Linked DNA regions of Danio rerio: region 1 is linked to region 2. Evidence: chromatin contacts called from public Micro-C data. All regions are on one chromosome and are shown on one strand. The core of a region is the stretch at or near the end of the contact, and the rest is flanking DNA. Distances in the headings are between cores, read along the strand shown.

What was found. Hi-C and Micro-C count contacts between places; a contact is called where the count stands out from the background.
Region 1: a contact with region 2 is called in a Micro-C map of caudal fin, with 4 times the contacts expected there. The contact joins the promoter of rnf26 here to the promoter of drc12 in region 2. A contact is called at or near these places in 3 of 18 Hi-C or Micro-C datasets (caudal fin, hematopoietic stem cells and an unstated tissue).

Annotation. Positions count from the first base shown.
Region 1 is chr15:25,821,144-25,824,636 of GRCz12tu, reverse strand. It overlaps rnf26 (ring finger protein 26), which reads right to left and starts at 1,377. Exons shown (of 1, transcript XM_005157594.5): 1 at 1-1,377. The coding sequence starts at 835.
Region 2 is chr15:25,671,001-25,674,557 of GRCz12tu, reverse strand. It overlaps drc12 (dynein regulatory complex subunit 12 homolog), which reads left to right and starts at 1,372. Exons shown (of 6, transcript NM_001111210.1): 1 at 1,372-1,472; 2 at 1,559-1,624. The coding sequence starts at 1,403.

The sequences.
Region 1 (3,493 bases), core at 128-2,627, 150 kb before region 2:
TCCTCTCCAGCACATAGAGTCGCTGTAGAACCATTTGGAGTCGGCGTAAAATAGGTACAGTGTTAACATAGGTGATCATGCGCAGAGATACTTGTCGTGGAAGCGCAGGGTTCAGATACACAGTCGCACCGGTGATGATCACCAACGTGAGAAGCAGCCCGTAGGAATTGAGCAAAAATATGCTCACAAAAATGTGACACGCTGATCCCAAAAACTCCATCGCTAGTCTGCATGGTGTCCACAACAGGATGGAGGTGCCAACGAGACTGCTGTAAAGAAAGGTCAGCACGGTTAACGCCAGCTCTAGAGCTTTCTGCAGAGGACATGACACCGCTTCCACAGTGCTCACCAACAGCGAGTATAAGTTCTGAGTGCCTATGAGGAGCAGGTTGACTATGGTGTTGATAAAATACAGCAGCAGGCTGAATAAAATCCCAAAGCCTTCCCAAGCCTGTCGAAGCAAACCGTGTCCGGACAGCAGGCCACGGTGAAGGAGCTCTTTGGTGCGTAGCAGTAGATGTGAAGACAGGTATCCGATGATCTTGAAGCTCTCCAACACACCTCCAAGCAGCTGAGTCCAGCCTCCGACCATGTTATGGGTCACGACGGTCACTCCGTCCCTCATGGTGATGATGCACAGCAGAGTGAGGTTCCAGCACTCAAACACCGAGTTTGTGAGGAGCATGGGCAGACTATTGATGAAGGAGAGCACTGAAACCAACAGCTGAATCAATGAGCTGACGATCACGAAGTTTAGATCCAGAAGGAGGCAAATGACATCTACACATTTTCCCACTGTACTAAACACAATGTTCAGCACACCCATAATAAGCATGTCCGCTCGTAAAATGCCACTTCAGTTCGCTGAGATGAACTGTATATCATCTGTCGTGTTGTTCGTGGTGTCAAACGACAGTTCAGTTTAGTGGCTACACAATCACGCAGCTTTGATAACGTTAGCCGAGTTAGCTCGCGTGCTAACTCTTTCGTATCATAACCTGCCGTCTTGGAAGATTCAAAACAAAGACATTCCGGTCGTACTATAACCGAGGATTAGTTAGAAATCCCATATCATCTGTTTTGGACAGGTACAGTCTTCATAAACACGGTTAGCATCATGAAGTTGCTGCTAACACATGGACGATGCTGCTCGGCGGATGTTTACGTTTGAAAATCGAAACAGCGTCGTGCTGGCTTGTTGTATAAATCTGTACACCCCGAGAACGAGTCCATTGTGTACATTGTGTAATTCAGTTACCCGGTTTGTTTTGTGAAGCTCCGAGGCGACGACAAGCTCAGATGTTTCTTTCTTTCTGTTATTAATCGAGATAATCGAAAGCTTCTCGGTTTGTCTGGGTCCTGTTGTTTCCGCTTTGCAAAAAAACATACATGAAGGGGATCAACTAGGCGCTCGGGCTGCGCAGACACACGGCTGCACTTAGCCAAAGACAATACATAGGGACTTTGACTTAGTGCACTTTGGACACGATCTGATTACACAAACAATAGTTTTTCCTGGAGAATTTGAAGGCTGAAAACAATAATCATTTGTCACTGACAGTCAAACAAAAACATCTTTGCAAGTTTCAATGTATTTTCTGTTGATTAAATCACTGCTTTATTTGTTGGTTAGTTTTTGGTTTCAGGGGTTTGGCGTTTGTTTAAGATGGAGATATTCCACAATATAAACCTCACTAGGCATTTTAGGCGTTTGACGCATGGAAAATAGCTTTTCGTTGCATAATTGTTGATGTAGCCTAAATAATGACTTTAAGACAAGAGGAATGAGCGTAGACATTTTCAAAATGACTTTGGTCTTAATGTGGACTGAAAAAAAATCTTTAATTCATATAGAGAAAACAATGGTATAAGTTCCTATGGATAGAGCAATATTCGATTAAAAAGGTAATATGCGAAAATAATAATAGAATATTTTAAATGGAAATGTATTTCTCTTAGTATATTTATACTAGATTAAAAAATAAAATAAAAAAATTCTGTAGCAGCATAAGCAATGCATTTAAGCGTAAAGTAGATGTTTTCCACTGTCAATCATTTCACTTTTTTACATAACATCGAAAGTTAAAAATACACAATGTAAAAAATAAAGTAAACAAAATCAATAATAACAATAATGATAAAATAAGAATGTAAACAATTTAAATAACAAAATTTACACAATTCAGGGAGGGTCAAATATACACCTAATTGGCAAACTTTGTATTAAATAATAGTGCTGCACGATATTGGAATAATCTAACATAGCGATATATTGTTATTTTGCAATATATATTGCAATATCAGTACATTTCCACCAGATGACTTGGAAAAAAATTATTTGGGATGGTTCCGCAGTGGAAGTGCATCTGCATTAAATCTAATAAAAAATCTATAAATTTAATAAAGAAATATATTAAATTAAAATAAACAGTGTTTTATCGTTTTCCAAGTCTAACAATAGTCACATACAGTAATTGAATAATAAAAATTAAAATAAGTTAAAAAAGTTACAAACGGTAAAATTTCTTATGCCTGGGTGCTTTTAAAATCGTTATAGAGTCACAGCACTCAAAAACACATGCAAATGACATTTTCTAATACAAACTTAACATTGCACATCCTGCGATGTGACTATTACAAATGATCACATTGCAATATCGATGCTGAAATGATATGTTGTGCAGCCCTATTAAATAATATCAAATCTTTGTTCTTAGTATGGAGAGGAGACTGAGAGAAAGTTTAGTTATAAAATTAGACAATATGTACCTGGCAGATTAAAACCAAGCAGTAATTATTTTATGCTTCTACAAAATCTAGATAGAGTAACCCTACATATTCAGTCCATTTGGTTCAGATATTTCTAAATACATTCATTTGAAGGTGAAAGGGAAAAAAAAATTTTTTTTCCATTACATAAATGTTGTTTACAATTTCTAACCACTCTTTTATACACTAGATTTAAAGGGCATCTATAATAAAAAATATTTTTGTAAGCCGTTTGGACAGAACTGCTTGTAGGTAAAGTGTGTCCACAGTCATATTTAAGTCATATAATGACAATAAGTTTATTTTTTTTAATTTCCTGGCATTAAAATAGGATCAAAATCTCTCCCATATTGAGGCCGACATGACGTAGAAGTGTGGTTTTTCCTCACCCACAAATTGATTGTCAGCTGCGTATTAAAATGTCTCCATAGTAACACGTATAATCATATCAACAAGACAGGCCGTGCACAAAGCAACTAGGATTAAAGATCTATTCAGCTCTCTGTGATCATCAATCATCATCAAATGTAAATGTGAGTTTTACAAGTTTAAAACGTTTTTAAAACATAGCATGTTTGTAATAAAGTAAGTTAACTATGGTAAAATCACAATGTAAATCATCACCATATAGCTGCATGTCAGTACAATTATAAAAGAAGAATGATTTATACTGATTTATACATACTTATAACAAAACAGATATCAATAATTGCACTCACTGTGT
Region 2 (3,557 bases), core at 123-2,622:
TTTTAATGCTGGAGTTTTAAGTATTTTAAATGCCACGTAGCCCCAAACTTAATCATACCATTTCAAAGGGTTTCAATTTCTAAATTTAAAGGCATTTATATAGTTTTTTGTATGAAAACCCAATTCATATTCTGAAAAAGATTATATATATGGGTCTGAAACATTATAAAATAACTACCTCCTAATAAGATACTATTACTAATTCTTACTTCTAATTTACTTTATTTTCTACTGATTTAAAAACCTAGTCAATTATTTAGCCAATGTCCTCATTTATTAATTTATTCTAATGATTTTTTCTTTTATAACATATTATAATCTAATTTATCAATTGATACTTTATGATTATACTTTTAATTTGGTATTATGTTTTATATATATATATATATATATATATATATATATATATATATATATATATATATATATATATATATATATATAAAACGAAGTTTAAAAAAATTGTAGAATAGAATCGGTTCTTAATGAGGCCTTGTTCTAAAGAGCCGATTCGCGTAAATGAATTGAACTTCCCATCATTACTTTTGCAACGGGAAGTTCGGCCTGACAAGACACGAGGGCTTCCCAGCAAAACCTGTAAAGGAACGGAAAAAAAAACGTGTTTCCTCACAATCACCTTCTCCATTTGAAAATAAATGCTGTATGGTAAAATTGTATCTCGTACTAAACAGACATATTAGGGTTAACGCCGCCTTTCTCCCTTTCTCCCCCTCCTATGCTCGTGTGACTGCTCTTCCTGTTCCGCCTGTAAAACCTCGCCCTCTTTCATGTCTCGCCTTGTCTCCGCCTACTTTCCTGCTCCTCATGCGAATGTACGAATCCTACTATGGTAAAAGGCGTGGCTTATTAATATTAATTAGATCACGAAATAGGAGCAGTAGGACGGTTACCAAGCAATGAAAGCATGGCGTAGTTAATATTCATGAGCTACGTAGTCGCCGTCTGTGGTCTAACGAGATGAATTATGCATTTTTGTTCAAACAGTCAATAAATTGTGAGATGAAGCGTTTTATTTTTGTTCACAGGGATGTTCATTTGCTCATCTCGTATCATTTCCGTTTATTAAAACGACACATTTCCATTCCAGAAGTAATATGAGGTTGTTTTTAAACAATTCAAGCGATTCAGAACTGCACAGGAAGACTTTATTGTCCATAAAACAACACACACAGCGCGGTTTAACGACTACACACACTCCAAGGCAACCAGCCTGTAACGTGGTGTAATGTGGTTACGTAGAACAACAGTAATCAGTATTCGGGACAGGCGATTGGCTAAGATCACTGACCACGCCTACGTGCTGCCAGGCGGTTTTGTGTACACAATACAATTAACTTTTCCCTCCGTCCGAAAGATGCAGGACTAGTAGGATTTTTACATCATGCCGCCAAAGAAGAAAGGAAAAGGAGGCAGCAAAAAAGAAAAGACTAAAAAAAGCACGCCAGAAAAGGGTGCTTTTGTTATACTATAACATTTTTATACACAAAATAGGAGTTGGTTTTTGACTTACATGTTTCTGTTTCCCACCCTCATATAGATGATGGACTTACAGAGAAGTACAGGAGAAGTGTCTTAGATGTGTCTGTTTTAAAGGAACACCTTGGTAAGGCAAATATAATTATTTATTGGACTGTTATTAATGTTACATTTGTTCTCTGCTTCATTACGTTATATTCAAATAAAACACTATAAAGACATAGTTCACCAAAAAAGAAAATTCTGTAATCAGTTACTCACCTTTGGTTGTTTCAGCCTTTTTTATTCTGTTAAATAAAAAAAAAAGTTATTTTGAAGAAAGCTACAAACCTGTAACCTCTGACTTATTTCTAATTCCTACTTTTGGGGGCCCTAAGCAATTCCAGGTATGGTGCCCAAGCACTGAAACTCAAAACATTTTCTTCTTTATAGATATATAATAAACTGCATGTTACAATATATTTTAAGTGAAACCATTATCTTCTAAATGTAAAAATGAAATACAAAAAATTCACAAATAAAAAAACAAGTTCACAAACTTATTTTGTACGGTTAGTTAGCCGTATATATGATTAGATTTTAATATTTGCATGTGCAGTACGTAAGTATTGTTCCACGATTCATAAGGCCCCTGGTTTTGAAAGGAAGTAATAACGTTAAAATCTTAACAGTTATATACAGATTTTACAACATATGATAGAACATTTATAAACTACCTATATGATTAATTTAGGCAATTTTTGGCATTTGTTGGGGCCCCCTAATTTCCCAGGGCTCTAAGTGGCTGCTTACCTTGCTTATTGGCTAAGTCTGCCCCTGATGACAGTGTTGGGGAAAGTTACTTTTGAAAGTAATGTATTACAATATTGAGTTACTCCCCCAAAAAGTAACTAGTTGCATTCTCTAGTTTTATGGTAAGTAATGCAATACATTACTTTTGTATTACTTTTGTTTTTCTTTTCATAACCTTTGCTAAGGCTTGAGGCTCTTTCAGAACTTTTAATTATTATTATTGTTTTAAGGGAAGCTGTGCTATTAACAATGCACTGTATAACTAACACAATCTCATTGCCATTTGTAACTTTTTGATTTAGAGGCTAATTCGTATGAATTCCTACGATATCCTTCGTACAATTTAATACGTTTTGCTTATCCCCCAATAACGATTGGGTTTAGGGGTTTGGTGCCTCGCCTACTTTTTAAAATAGTAAATTTTCATATGACTGAACTCTAAACTCTAACCCACTAAACTGATAAAACATACGTCTCCTCATGAGATCAGGCTGGTATAACCTTAATTTTCCTTAAAAAAAAAAACAAACTATTAAAAAATTTATTTTAAATAAATAAAAAAAATTCCTTAATAGAAAAGGTTATCTATTATCTGAGAACTTCCTGACCCCAGAGCTATGCCGTATTTACAGATTACTGAAAGTTTAAAGAAATCGTTTGCTACTTTTTGTACTTTTTATCTTATCAGTCATGTAAAATCATTGTCCATTGAAACAATCCCCTCTCCTTTTCTTTGATGCATTCAGAATAATGAAAACATTCTCTCAGTGAGTGCCTGATTCAACCTGACATCTAAACGTAGACGCCTGGCTAAAATAAGGCTAAATTTGGGCTGTCAGTGAAAATCTAATAAACGTCTAAGAATAGCCCAAAACTAGACTAGTCATTAAATAGACAGATTAGACAGACTTTATATGTGTAGTCATTTATTTCTGTTTCTTTGGTGACTCTAGTTTCTAGATGTCTAGTTTTGGCCTACTCTTAGACTTAGACTTAGACCAAATTTAGCCTTGTTTTAGCCAAGATGATCAAGTTTTAGACGTCTATTAGACATCTTTTAAAAACAAAAAACGCTTGCTGATACTTTTTTGAAAAGCGAATTAATTAAAATAAAAAGTGACTTGTGTTAAATAAAAAAAAAGTCATTCAAACATTATTACTTAATTTTCTTAAAGCAATGCGCTACTTTAACAGTTATTTAGAAAAGTAAAGAAAAGTGTTACTTGTAATGCATTACCCCTAACACAGATCAATGGTTACAGGTTTTC